2 separate regions of the Mus musculus genome follow, and region 2 is linked to region 1. A link is a contact called in public Hi-C data. All regions are on one chromosome and are shown on one strand. The core of a region is the stretch at or near the end of the contact, and the rest is flanking DNA. Distances in the headings are between cores, read along the strand shown. Region 1 holds the start of 4931406C07Rik (RIKEN cDNA 4931406C07 gene). Region 2 holds the start of Pin1 (protein (peptidyl-prolyl cis/trans isomerase) NIMA-interacting 1).

The links. Hi-C and Micro-C count contacts between places; a contact is called where the count stands out from the background.
Region 2: a Hi-C map of B cells shows a contact between it and region 1, with 6 read pairs. The contact joins the promoter of Pin1 here to the promoter of 4931406C07Rik in region 1. A contact is called at or near these places in 1 of 39 promoter capture datasets (cranial neural crest) and 3 of 484 Hi-C or Micro-C datasets (B cells, LSK cells and embryonic stem cells).

Annotation. Positions count from the first base shown.
Region 1 is chr9:15,302,243-15,309,073 of GRCm38.p6, forward strand. 4931406C07Rik (RIKEN cDNA 4931406C07 gene) reads right to left here and starts at 3,925. Exons shown (of 9, transcript NM_001199485.1): 1 at 3,795-3,925. Taf1d (TATA-box binding protein associated factor, RNA polymerase I, D) reads left to right here and starts at 3,972. Exons shown (of 7, transcript NM_029248.2): 1 at 3,972-4,041; 2 at 5,486-5,579; 3 at 6,283-6,673. The coding sequence starts at 5,512.
Region 2 is chr9:20,648,929-20,655,759 of GRCm38.p6, forward strand. It overlaps Pin1 (protein (peptidyl-prolyl cis/trans isomerase) NIMA-interacting 1), which reads left to right and starts at 3,190. Exons shown (of 4, transcript NM_023371.4): 1 at 3,190-3,269; 2 at 6,434-6,652. The coding sequence starts at 3,212.

The DNA.
Region 1 (6,831 bases), core at 2,675-5,174:
CTGGGATTTGAACTCCGGACCTTCGGAAGAGCAGTAGGGTGCTCTTACCCACTGAGCCATCTCACCAGCCCTCCACTGTTTTTAATACTACATTTATTTGTGTTTGTATGTACATGCATGTGTGTGTGTGTATCCTTGTGCATACCTGTAGAGGTCACAGGACAACTTGTAGGAGTTGGTTTCTCCTCCACCGTGTGGATGCCAGGAACTGAACTCAGTCAGGCTTACTGGTAACTAACTTCACCCACTGAGCGATCATGCTGGCCTGACTACCCACCCTTATTATTTTTAAACAGAGTACAAATTTTATTCTAAAAGTAGACCTCAGTAATAACAAAACAACAAAGTCTGGCATTATAATAGTATAACAGGAGTTTGTTTTTTTTTTTTCCCTGAAGCTAAAAAAAAAAAAATCTTATTTCCTTAATTTGAATTATTCCTTTTATCTGTCATATTAATAAGAGAAAATTTTAGTTACCAATTGAAATGGAAACCTATGAATGATTAGATTCTGAAAGTCTTTTTTTACTTTAATTTATAAATAAATATACTTACTTGGTAAGTACTTTTAGCGTTCGATTAATCTGGTAACCTAATCAATCATAATCTTATATTTTCCAAAAATGCATGGCAAAAGCACTTCACAAAAAACCAAGCACATATTCATAGATTGGTACTTATGTCCCTGTTCAGGAAATCAGCCTTATAAGCAAGCTCAGTGACATGGCTAGAGGGAGTCAGGGAAAGAAAAGGAGATGGGCAGGGCGGAGACAGGCAGGGCCAATCACAGCACAGGACAGTCAAATCACTGAGGGCATTCCTGCCTCCCAGAGCACCATGGGAGTAGCTAGCACTCAATATTGTTAATGGAACACCTCCTTAATCAGAATGGTTGGGTTTAAAAGTGCTCACGCAGCAAATGAAAAGTGGGTCCCTCACTTATCCATACCCTGTCTACATAATGGAATTCCTCCAACTCACAGGTCCTGCCTCTGTGTCTCCAGTGAAGCACAATCATAGGTGGCTGACAAGGAAGCCTTGACCTGTGTGCTGAGAGTGGAGCTCAGTCCGGGTGGAAAGCAGTGTGTGCTTTTAACTGCTGAGCCAGTTCTACAGGCTCATGTTTCTTAGGCTTAGGCGTTTTAATAAATTATTTCACTAAAAGTATTTATTTGTGTGTATGCCACAACCCCCATGTGGAGGTCGGAGGACAGCTTGCAGGAGTCAGCTCTCTCTGCACGTAGAACCCCTAAGCCATCTCTGGCCTACGATTTCTATTTTTGACCATACTTTCAGAACATATATCTTCCATGAACGTGCCATTGTACATATTTAGCACCTTATATTTACAGTCTTTCTTTAAAGATATAGGATCCCTACATTGTCTCCACAAATCATCCTCCTGCCTCAGCCTCCAAGGTAGCTGAAATAGGTGACATTTACTTTAGTACTTTACCAAACATTCGTTTTTACTGTCTTTTAATTATTTAACACATATACTCGTGTGTTTCCAATGAAATATAAGTAATTATTGAAAATAGGTCCCAGCTGCTATAATCATACTTGAATTACTCTAAACATATTTTTCAATTGATTGTTTTTAATGGTTTAGAAGTAAAACATGCTAATTTTCTTTGAAATAGTTTAAGACTGATATATCATATACAAATCTAGCTTCCACACTCTTTACCCAGATGCCCCATGTTAACAGTCTATCACACTTTGTACCAGGCGTCCAGAGATATTGCCTAGTATACAGACATGCCCAATCTGCTCAATGAGCAGTGTGTTAATCCAATGCTGATTGCTTGATTTTACTTTATTTTTTGTTGAGATAAGGTTCACTATATGGCCCAGGCTAGTCTGGTACTGTGCTCTTCCTGTTTGGATCCCTTGAGTGCTGGGCCAGTTCGATGTATGTACTACCACACCCAGTCTTAGTATAGCTCAGTATATAGTGAGGAAAATGAAAGCACTTTAGATGATTATACTTGTAGTAGAATAATAGGAATAATAGGAATTCAAATTAGAGTAACACCCCCCTTTTGGAGACAAGATTTTTCTGTCTAGTCCTGTCTGTCCTGTAGAACTCATTCTGTAGACCAGGCTGGCCTCGAACTCACAGAGTACTGGGATTAAAGGCATGTGCTACCACCGCCCAGCAATATCCCTAATTTTATACTTTCTACTTTCTTAAAAGAAAATCAGTTTGTTTTATATTCCTACCAAAATAGAGACAAAGTCTAACCATGGGACTCTCCAGACCGAATAACTGGTTTAGAAATGTACGTTTGTGTAGATGACGGCAGGGGAGAACACGTGTGTGCAGAGGTTGGAGTTGGAATTAGGAGCCAAAGGGAATGGTTTCCATCGATAGTCAGAGCTGCTCCAGCACAGCTTCCAGCCAGATGAAGGCAGATATTTACTTTCCTGATGTAAGTGGTGGGAGCCAATGGCTCAGACACAGGGTAGAGAAACGTGCAGGGGGAGAAACGACACGGAAAGCAACAGGCTAACGGTGACAATCATGCTGAGTGTCATGATTAAGGCCATCCTGTATTCAGAAATTGTCAGGCCCTTTAAAGTCCCTCAAAATTCTCAAATCCATGACAGACATATTGTACTTCTTACTGTACAGAAAAGGAAACAAAATTTATTCAAGATCATTCAGTTGTTACATGGCAGAAACAGGATTCAAAAGCAGGTTCAAGCCAGGCATGGTGGTGCACATGTTTAGCTCCAGCACTGGAGGCAGAGGGCTGTAAAGGCAAGAGGTTCTCTGTGAGGTTAAAGCCAGCCTGGTTTACAAATCAAGTTCCAGGATCGTCAGGGCTACATAAAGAGACATGTGTCAAACAACAGCAGCAACAACAACAAACTCAAAGGCAGGTCTGTAAATCCAGAATGCACCCCACCCTAAGCTGAATCAGCAGTGAAGAAATGGCCCCTTTGGCTGACACCAGGAAGACTTCAGAATAATCCTGCAGCACCAGGAGAAGTGCCCATCTTCCACCTAGAGGGGACTTCTCTCTTCCAAATATATTGCACACAATATATTGCTAATTATTAGGTACTTATGATATACCACACTTTTACGATATACTAGACTAGTAGGGTTCAAGCACAAGGCTGGCTTTACAGCTTTGCAAATAGTTCATTCAGTCACATAGGACCCTATATTCATACTGATCTAACCACACACACAGGTCTTTGTTTGCTTTTTTTGTTTTTATTTTTTTTTCTCCGTGGTGCCATGTACACTAGGCAAGCTCTCTATAATCCAGTTATATCTCTAGGCCAACAACTTTACATTTGAAATGTGTTTGTCTATGAGAACTCAAGGGATAGTAATATCTGCCCTCTCACCACAGATCTTGTCACGCACTCAATAAGGTGTTTGTAATGTTCCCTTACAACTTAGTCCTAGTGGACCTGCATGGGTGCAAAGCCAGAGTCAATGCTGCAGGATTCCACAGACTGTTGGACAGTGTGTGCAGGGGTCAAAAAGTAGAAGGTGCCGGGCGTGGTGGCGCACGCCTTTAATCCCAGCACTCGGGAGGCAGAGGCAGGTGGATTTCTGAGTTCGAGGCCAGCCGGGTCTACAAAGTGCCTTCCAGGACAGCCAGGGCTACACAGAGAAGCCCTGTCTCGAAAACCAAAAAAAAAAAAAAAAAAAAGTAGGAGGCAAGTGAGGACACAGGGACAGTACAGAAATCCATAACACATGCCACCCTTAGTCTGACAGAGAGCTTGGCACACTGCGGGCTCAGTCACCACAACAAATCGACGCTCACCTGGCCCGCAGTGTCCTCCCACTTGCAGGAAGGCCTTCTTTCCACTCAGGTTCGAACACAGGTTTAGTCTCCTGCCAGTCTTTTCTGATAGCTCTAGGCCAAGGGAGAGCCGGGGTACCGCCCCTCCCGGAGGCCCGCCCACCACACGCACAGCCACGCCCACCAACGTGTACTCACGCGAGATTTCGTCCTTGTCCTAGTCCGGCTGCTGGGCGCCGGGAGCGCTCTTTTCGACGCGGCGGAAGAGGTAAGCGGTTGTTCACTGTGGCCGCTCAGGTCTGCTGCGGGCGACGGGGCCGCAGGGCGGGGTTCTTTGGGCTGCGGTCCGCGCGGAAACGGCGCTCTTGTAGGGCCAGAGCAGCGGGCCGGAATCCCGCCATCCGCAGGCCGCACGAGGCTCCGGGTCGCTGTTGGGAGAGGCCGAGGTGTTCTGGGCCTGGAGGGCGTTTTTAGTGCCGTGTAAGGGGTCGCGTGCTGCCTGCGCACATCTCTTAGGTTACGTTCCGAAAGGGTCTTGCAGCGGGCCCACGGCGCATAGTCGACGCAGCTCACCACGTGGCCTCCAAAGCTTGTAGTCTCGGAACTGTAAAGTAGCGTACAGGTGGGAGTGATTCCTAGGAATTATCTTTGATTTACTCACAGGCATATCGTTGGGGCGACCGGGTCAACCTTAAATTTCAGTTTTGGTGGGTTAATTTAAAAAAGCAATTCATGTAGCGGGCATTTTGCAATCTAAGGTCGTAGTCACCCTGTTTTTCTTATCCTCGAAAGTTGTGATTATTTTTAGTTCTAGGATTTTGTGTAGCCTAGGAAAACTGTAGTCTTTTCTCCTTTAGTACATATGGCCGTTTTGCCTGCCTAATATTTCTACACCACGTGCACGCAGTGCTCACAGAGCCCAGAAGAGGACATCGAATCTCTTAGGACTGCTTACAGCTATTTTTAGGCTGGCATGTGAGTTCTGGGAGTCTCATCTTAGTCCATTGACAGTATTCTATTCATTTCTTTTTTGGGGGGGGAGGTTTCGAGACAGGGTTTCTCTTTATAGCCCTGGCTGTCCAGGAACTCACTTTTTAGACCAGGCTGGCCTCGAACTCAGAAATCCTGCCTCTGCCTCCCGAGTGCTGGGATTAAAGGCGTGCGCCACCACGCCCGGCCATTGACAGTATACTTAACTGCTAGGCTATCGTCTCAGCCATAATCTAAAGGTTCTTTTACACGTTGTTAGGATTACAGGCCTGTGACCATTTGATCAGTAGTGATTTTTGAGCCACTATCGCCATATCCCAACTACCCGAACTCTGTTTCAGTGTCGAGTTCGCAGCCCAGATTGGAATTAGAAATGCTACTGTGAGGCTAGGTGGTGGTTAAAGCCATGTCGGGTTTTGGGGGTAGATTTAGTGAGAAAACAAACTGCATTGGAATGTGGCTTCTTGTTTTCACTCACATATTTAAAGAAAACTATGCCATATGTGTGAGGGTACTCTGGAAGACAAAAGATCACTAACAGGGAGCTGGAGTTAACAGGAGATTGTGAGCAACCCGATGTGGATACTGGAAACAAGCCCACTCAGAGGCTTTAAAGTAGATATAAAATGTACTATCCATAGGGATTTTACAGAAATTCACACAGTGGGAAGGAGTATGCTGAACTTAGACTGCTGGTACATCATTGAAATCTGTGATTGCAGAAAATTGGGAAAGGCCGCGAAAAGTGATGGCTCAATCAGAAGTGAATTCTGTCTGTGTGGCATCGGATAGAGCTGGAGATACTGGAGACCAAAGGTAAGGTAGCTTTTGTGGGTAAACTAGAGATTCAGTCCAAATGTTCAATTTATTTTTGAGACATCTCAGTAGATAGAGCCATGGCTGCCCTCACCCAGGTAATCCTGCCCATCTACCTCTCAAGAGTTGGGATTAAAGGCATGTTACCACACCCTGCACTCCAGCAAGTTATTTGTAATGCTTGTACTTAAAATAGATAGAGAGAACCTCAATTAGCATTTATATTAGCTTGACAGTTTGATTAAAACTGTATAATTCTACCAACCTGAACATGTAGGAATGGAACATAGTTTATTTTTTCCAAGAAAACTACATTTGGGGGGCTAGTTCTGGTTTTATTGGCCCATTTTTGTTTAGTAGGTAGATAGTGGAAGCTTTAGTGATTAAGTGGTGCTTTTGAAAGTTAAAACTGAACATTTTAACCAACTGTCTTGTTTTAGATATAATAGTAAGTACTAGTGGTTAACTGGTACTGAATCTATTCTAAAATGCTGGGTATGATTTTAGGGGGTTGATCTTTGAAGAAATGCACTTTGAAATTTTAACATGGTTTTTAGGTTTGTCATGCTTTTGTCTGGTGTTCTAAGGGCAGTAAAGGCTGTTGGAGCTGTGAACTGAAGGAATGCATGATTGGGAGCATGGCCTTGAAACTCGGGGAGGATTATAGCTAATGATAACTGATGCAGTTTCATTTTTGTTTTAGTGATGACTCCTCTGATGGCAGCTTATTTAAAACTCAGTGTGCTCCTTCACCTATACAAAAGCAAAGACACCCTACTGTGAAACGTGTTACTTTACCTGCAAGTGTTGAAACAGATTCATCAAGTGACTCTTCTATAGAACCAAGGCCTCTGACTTTAAAGGCTATTTTTGAAAGATTTAAAAAAAAGAAACGGAAAAAGAGGAAAAAGAGAAAATATGAGCCAAAATTAAGACCAAGAGGAAGACCAAGAGGAAAACCATCGGGAACGAGGATCACTAGAAGGTCGCAAATAGATGCAAAACAAATTAAAGACAAAGGAGCTGTGTTTCCATTCTTAGAATCTGAGAGTGGAAGAAAACCTTTACCTTGGAAGAAAATTTTAACATATGAGGTGAGTTTTTTTTTTAAATGTAGGTGAATACATTAGGTAAGATTGAATGGTTTGTTGGCCATTCTTAATTGTTTGAGGGACACCTGAAACAGATTGTTACTTTTAACAATAGTGACATCCATATAAAGTGCTCCAATTTTCATCTCTTGCATCACTAG
Region 2 (6,831 bases), core at 1,940-4,439, 5.3 Mb after region 1:
CTTCTTCCATGCCCTTTCTTGTGGGCTGCCACCAGAAGGTGTGACCAGATTTAAGGGTGGGTTTCTGCCCTCAGATGACCTAGATTTGGGGTGGGTCTTTTACTTCAAATAATCCAGCCCAGAAAAACCCCTCACAGGTGTGTCCCACCGCTTCCTCGTTTATTCCAGATGTGGTCAAGTTGACAACCAAGATGCTATCACAGGAGCTTTAAGGACTTGTGCTGTCACTATCTCCTCCTGGATGTGGACATTGAGTTGCTGATGCTTGCTTGTTACTTCATCCAGCTGTGTGTGGGTTCTTCATATTTAGGCTAAGGACTCCACAACTGTGTGTTAAGCATGTTACCCACTGAGACATTTCTCTAAGCTACATAGTCTTCTTTCTTCTTCAAGAAAACACAGTAGGAAAGCTGGGCTGGTTAAGGTGTTTCTACCTGAGCCTCAAGACCTAAGTTCTAGCCCTGGGACTCCGTTGGAAGGAGAGAACCAACTACACAGAGAGGTTATAACAGGGTAAAGGTTTCTCCATCTTGTCTCGGGTGCAGCCATCTTGAGTTTCTACCCCTTGCTCTGAAGAGTCCCATGGGAAAGCACCCGATCCTGTTCTGCAAACTCAGGGTCAAAATGCCCCAGATAACTGCATGCTCTTAGCTCTTATTAAGCTGCTTACTTGCTTGCCCCTGAAACTGCTACCAGAATGTAGTTTTTCTGTGTTCCTTATCTTAACTCCTTGTACCATGCATTTGGGGCTGCTCTGTAAAAAGTGTTACTTTCCAAGCAGTCACCAGCTGGCTTACTACAGACTATCAATTTGAAATTTTGTCATGTCCTCTGAGCTCCACATGCACTAAACCATGACTCAGGTTAATAATAAACATTATTTGGTTTTTCAGGTGAATTTTGTTATTGTTGTTGGTTATGAAGCAGGTTCTCTATATGTAGCCATGGCCTGTCTGAAACTTGAATATAGATCTGGCTGGCACTGAACCCAGATAACTACCTGCCTCTACCTCCTGAGTTCTGAGATTAAAGGCAAGACCACCACACCCTGCATAAAATAAACCGTTTGTTTGTTTGTTAAGATTTCTGTGTAACAGCCCTAACTCTCCTGGAACTCCTTTTGTAGACCAGGCTGGCCTTTTGTAGATCCATCTGTCTCTGCCTCCCCAGTGCTGGGGTTAAAATCATGTGCTACCACATCCAGCAAAATAAACACTTTTAATGGGAACCTATGTGAGTGCATGGAGTATTTCTGGCTAGGAAGAGTGAGGCTTCTTATCTGGTCTATATTCTTCTATACTGGTTTCAGATAAGAAAGTAGCCTTATTAAGTCTGTCATGTCATTTTTTGCTATTATGGTTTGAACTCTAGGTCTGAGCTATTCTCACTTTCTTTTTTTTCTTTTCTTTTTTTTTTTTTTTTTTTAGACTGGGTCTTTCTGTGTAGTCCTGGGTGTCTTGGAACTCACTGTATAAACCAGGCTGGCTTCAAACTCACAAAGATGTTTGTGTGTCAAGTCCTCAGGCTTGGTAGCAAATGCTCTTAGCCACTGAGTGCTGTCCTTGGGCCCATGCTTTGCTACTGTAAGGCTCTATCATTGAGGTTAAGCAGTTCACAGTAAGTGGTAGAGCCTGGCTTTAAACCCAGTCGAATCTTGCTTCTAATCCCTTCTCATGAGTTCATGTCACTGAGTGCCATCTTTTTTAAGTCACACAGAGGTTTTCACTATTGGTGAACTCATTGAACCCCTCCCCCATCAGTGTCTTTGAAAATCATTAATTATCTAGGGCCAGCAAGACGGGTAACTTGCCACGAAGCCTGACAACTTTAGTTTGACCTCCAGAATCCCATGGTGAAAGGAGAGATCAGATTGCCACAAATTGTGCTCTTGACTACAGTTTTCTTGGCAGTATCCCTTATAAATGTAATCTTTTGTAAAGTAACTTTAAAAAAAAAAATTCTGGAGATAGGGTTTCTCTGTGTAACTCTGGCTGTCCTGGAATTCACTTTGTACACCAGCCTGGCCTTGAGCTTGGAGATCTGATTACCTCTGCCTTCCAAGTGCTAGGATTAAAGGCATTTGCCACCACCACTAGGCATAAAGTAACATTTTAAAGTTCTAATGTATATGAATGTTTTGCCTGCATGTATGTGTGAATGCATACTACGTTCAGGCCTGGTGAATTGAAAAGGTCTTGTGGAAGAGTAGCTAGGGCTCTTAACCACTGAGCCATCTCTCTAGCTCTACACAGATTTTTTTTTTCCTTTTGCTTGTTTGTTCGTTTGTTTGTTGAAACAAGGTTTCCTGTGAAGCCCTGTCTGTCCTGAAATTCACTTTGAAGAGCAGGCTGTTCTCGAACTCAGAGAATTGCCTGCCTTTGCCTCCTGAGTACTGGGATTGAAGGTACACACTAGCACACCCTTTTCCTTAGACTACCAATTGACTAAAACTGATCGTTGGAGCTGTCCACCCCCTCCTACTCCCTTTCCTCATCCTAGTGGTACCGCTCTCACCCATCAGTCACCTGCCTAGAAGCCAGGAGGAGCCCATGGAGAAGGAATAAGTCGAAGTAGGTTCTAAAAAAGACACGGAAAGTGGGTGAATGGACCAGTGAAATGGTTCGCCTTGTGAAAACCAAACGGGACTGGTTTCGCTTTGGACATTTGGGAAAAAACAGTGGGAAGAAGGAGAACTCAAAAGCCAAATTTAGGCTCTACATAGTTAGCCTCTGCATAGTTAGGCGCTGCATAGTCACCAAGGCAACTGCATTGCTATGGCAACGGCAAAGTACAGCAAAAGTACCTTGTATCTTAGTTCCTGCTGGCCACTTCCGCGCGGATGTTGGCGGACCTCCGAGAAAGGCTCAAGAAGGCCGGATTGGCTGCCTCAGGAGCCAGTCAAATAAGCTCTATTTTGTGGCCTAAGCGAACCAAGAGAGCCTTTTGACGCTTAGAGGGAGCCACTTTCCCGGTTGGAGCACCCAATAGACGTAGCTTCCAGACGAGCCAATCGGCAGTGGTGTTGGGAAGGTGGGAGGCTGTGTGTAGGGGCGGTCCGACCGCGGGGGAGTCCAATAAAAAGCTCGCGTGCTCGCGGCTCCGTGTTGCCGTCCAATTGGCGTTTCTATTGGACGAGCCAATCACCAGCGGCGCTGCTCTGGCGCGGGGTCAGAGCCGCGGAGGCGGAGCAGGCGCTGCGGCAGGAGGGAAGATGGCGGACGAGGAGAAGCTGCCACCAGGCTGGGAGAAGCGTATGAGTCGCAGCTCAGGTACCTCTTGGGGGTCGCCCGGGGCCAGGGCGGGGCCTCGCGAGCTCTCGGAAGTTAGGCTGGAGCTTGCCGAGACAGGCGAGTCTCATCACCGGCCTGATTCGGGCATGGAGATCTGGCCTCCTCCGCGGATAACGGGCCCGGAAAGCCAGAAACTGAGGTAGGAGGTGGGGCAGGCACAGACGCGCCCCCGTCCTCGCCCACCGCTGGGCTCCGGTGCTCAGAGGTGACGAGGCTGCACCTCGGGGCTCCCTTGAGAGGAAGAGATCCGGACTCAGTGCAGAGGGCGTGGGCCGCCCTGATCTGAGTTCTCCCGCAGCATCCGAGACACGTGCCTGCTCATCCCACCCCCCAACCCCCATCGGGACCCTGCGGCAGTGATGGCTTCTAACCAGGCCAGTTCGTCTCTGGGTCAAGCATGGTACCAAGCTCTTTGAAAGACTTTAAGTTCTTTCATAAGTCCACGTCGGTGTGGTCTCACGTTCTCCCACTCTCTCTCTCTCTCCCTCTCCCCCCTACCCTCCTCTCTTCTCTCCTCTCCTCTCTCTTCCTCTTCCCCTATCCCCACCCCCACCTCCATATCTCCCTCCCTCTTTTTCCTTGGCTTATTCTCTCCCTCCTCCTCCTCCTCCTCCTCCTCCTCCTCCTCCTCCTCCTCCTCCTCTCTGTAGCTACCCTCTTTCAAAAGAAGACTTGCTCTCATTTTTGAGGTGAGAGAAACTGAGGCCAGGACACGGAAAGAACTCATCTGATAATGCACTTCAGTTACTAGGAATGCCCTGGATTGCAATGATTTTTAATTTTATTTTTATTTTTACTTCTTTTGATCCCAAGCATAGCCTTCCTCGGTGTCAGTGGCAACGCCTAGAGTAGCCTACAAGGACCTCAGGTAGAGCTAGGGTCTCTGCAGCCTACAGAGCTCTCTCAGAATTCTTAGTTATTAAGCATCAGGGTTCTGGACACTGCTTATGGCTCTCTCTGAATTAACCCAGCTAGGTTTAATGTCATTCACTTTCCCCATTTTGTCGAGGGTGGATGTGGAAAGGTATTAGACAGAGCCTCATAAAGACAGGTTACTCTTGAATTCTTGGTCCCCTGCTTCAGCTCCCCCAAGTGCTGAAATTACAGGCATGCACCACTTTGCCCAATGTATTTATTGAGGCAGTCTTTATTAGTAAGACTATACTTAGTGTGTGTGCATGTGGAGAGCAGACAATAACTTGCAAGAGTTTTTTTCCTTCTACCATGCGTAACTCATATCCTCAGGCTTGGCTGCAGGCACTTACCCATTGAACCATTTTCTTTCTTTCCTTTTTAAGGCTGTGTGTGTGTGTGTGTGTGTGTGAGAGAGAGAGAGAGAGAGAGATAGCCTTGAACCTCTGGTGTCTACCGGGATTACATGACACAGATTAATTAGCTGAGGTAAAGTCTTACTGTGTAGCCCAAGCCGGCTTCCAGCTCATGGTCCTTCTGTTTCGCCTCTCAGCACTGGGACTAAAGTTCTCTGCCTTTATGCCCGGCTCTGATGACCTTATCCTCTGGCCCGGCTCTGCAGATGAGAAAGCTGAGGTTCACCGAGATGGCCTGTTGGGAAGGTTTTAGTTGGATTTAGCTCCTGTCCAGCTGTCCAGGCTGCTCTATTCCTAGTGTGGGGTTGTGACTTCTAGCGGAAACTTGTTTCTAGCTGGGTGTGGTGGCACACAGCTGTATTTCCAGCACTTACACAGAAGCAGGAGGTCTAGCTCATGGCTATCCTGGGCTACATAAACTTTTTTTTTTTTTTTAATACATGTATGGGCATTAGACTTGCATGTGTATTCCATATGCATGCAATACCCACAGAGAAGCCTGAAGAGGGTGCTAGACACCCTAGGACTAGAATTACAGGCAGTTGTGAGCCTCTAGGTGGGCACTGGAAATTGAACCCCAGTCCGATAGAAGCAGCTGGTGAAGCCTCCTGTAGTAAAACTCTTTTATACACACACACACACCTCTACCCCTGCCCGTCTGCCTAGCTATGGACCAGTCCCAATTCTTGCCATTTGTTCTCAGTAGAACTATGAAAGCCGCCCTTTCATGGGTAACACTCAGCCCTTCTCTGCTGCTAGATCAGCTGTGTAACCCAGAATGACTCTCAGCCCTTGGAGTGACCCAGAATCTACTGGGTCCTTCCTTCAGCTTCTGCCATACCCCTCCCCTCTCCTCTTCTTTTCTCTTTCACTTTTTGGAGGCAGTCTTGCAAACTTACCTTTACTGGCTTCAAACTGCAGACATCCATCCCCCTGCCTCAGCCTCCCTAATGCTAAGCATACAGGTATGCTTCACTAAGCCAGACTTTTCCTTCAGGTGTTTCCTTTGCCATCTCCTTTATGCTCTTCACTGTCACTCAGGTGACAGCAGGTCCCAAGTAATGCTGCTTCCTTGCTCTCTGACTTAGGCCACCAGTGCAGGGGTTGAGAATACAGCTTTGGGTTTCTATCTCTGTTTATGCACAAGACACAAACACTGCTGCTGTAGCAGAGATGGAGGAGGTGGTGCCTAGGGTTTGTTTGGAATGGAGCACTGGGTAAGAACAGTTACACTTTTTATCTTCTGGTGATATGTGATCCTGGGACTTGAATCTAGAACCTCACAAGTGCCAAGCAAGCACTGAACCAGTGAGCTAGAACCTCAGCCCATACTGTTTGTTGTACATGTTTGGAATTGGGTCCCTTGTAGCCAAGGCTATTCTCAAACTATAACTGAGGATGCTTTTGAGAATCTGATTGTATTTATTTTGTAAGGTGGCACTATGCCATGGTATATATGTGGAGGTCAGAGGACATCTCGAAGCTGATGGGTTCTCTCCTTCCACTGGGCAACTTCCTGGAGATCAAACTCAGGTTGTCAGACTTGGCAAGTTCCCTTACCTGCAGAGCCATCTAGAAGGCCTGGAAGCTGTTTTATCTGATTTACTGATTGAGTGTCTGTCTGGTACCACCTAAAGCATTAGCACAGCCCTACAGGTCCCGATGGGGACAGCATCCTCCCCAGCCTTTAGCATGGGGTAGAACAGGAAATGGATCTGCTAAAGGAGGCACCTCCGGAGCCAGTCGTTATCCTGGCTTTGAGATGGAGGCCTCCTTGGCCCAGCCCCTGCTGAAGTAGGTGCTGCTCTCCCCCAGGCCGGGTGTACTACTTCAATCACATCACCAACGCCAGCCAGTGGGAGCGGCCCAGCGGCGGCAGCACTGTTGGAGGCAGCAGCAAGAATGGCCAGGGTGAGCCTGCCAAGGTGCGCTGCTCACATCTGCTGGTGAAGCACAGCCAGTCTCGGAGGCCCTCATCCTGGCGGCAGGAAAAGATCACCAGGAGCAAGGAGGAGGCCCTGGAGCTCATCAATGGTGAGTAGGGGAGGGAGCGGGGCTTGTTGGAGGTCCTCTCTCAACTGGGTCAGGGGCTACCTCAGTTTCTTTTCCTGTTCCTGTGACAAAATACTCTGACAAGGGCCAGCAAGAGGGTTCAGCAGGCAAAGGCACTTGCTGCTAAAGCTGAGGGCCCAAGTTCCATTCCGGGATACATG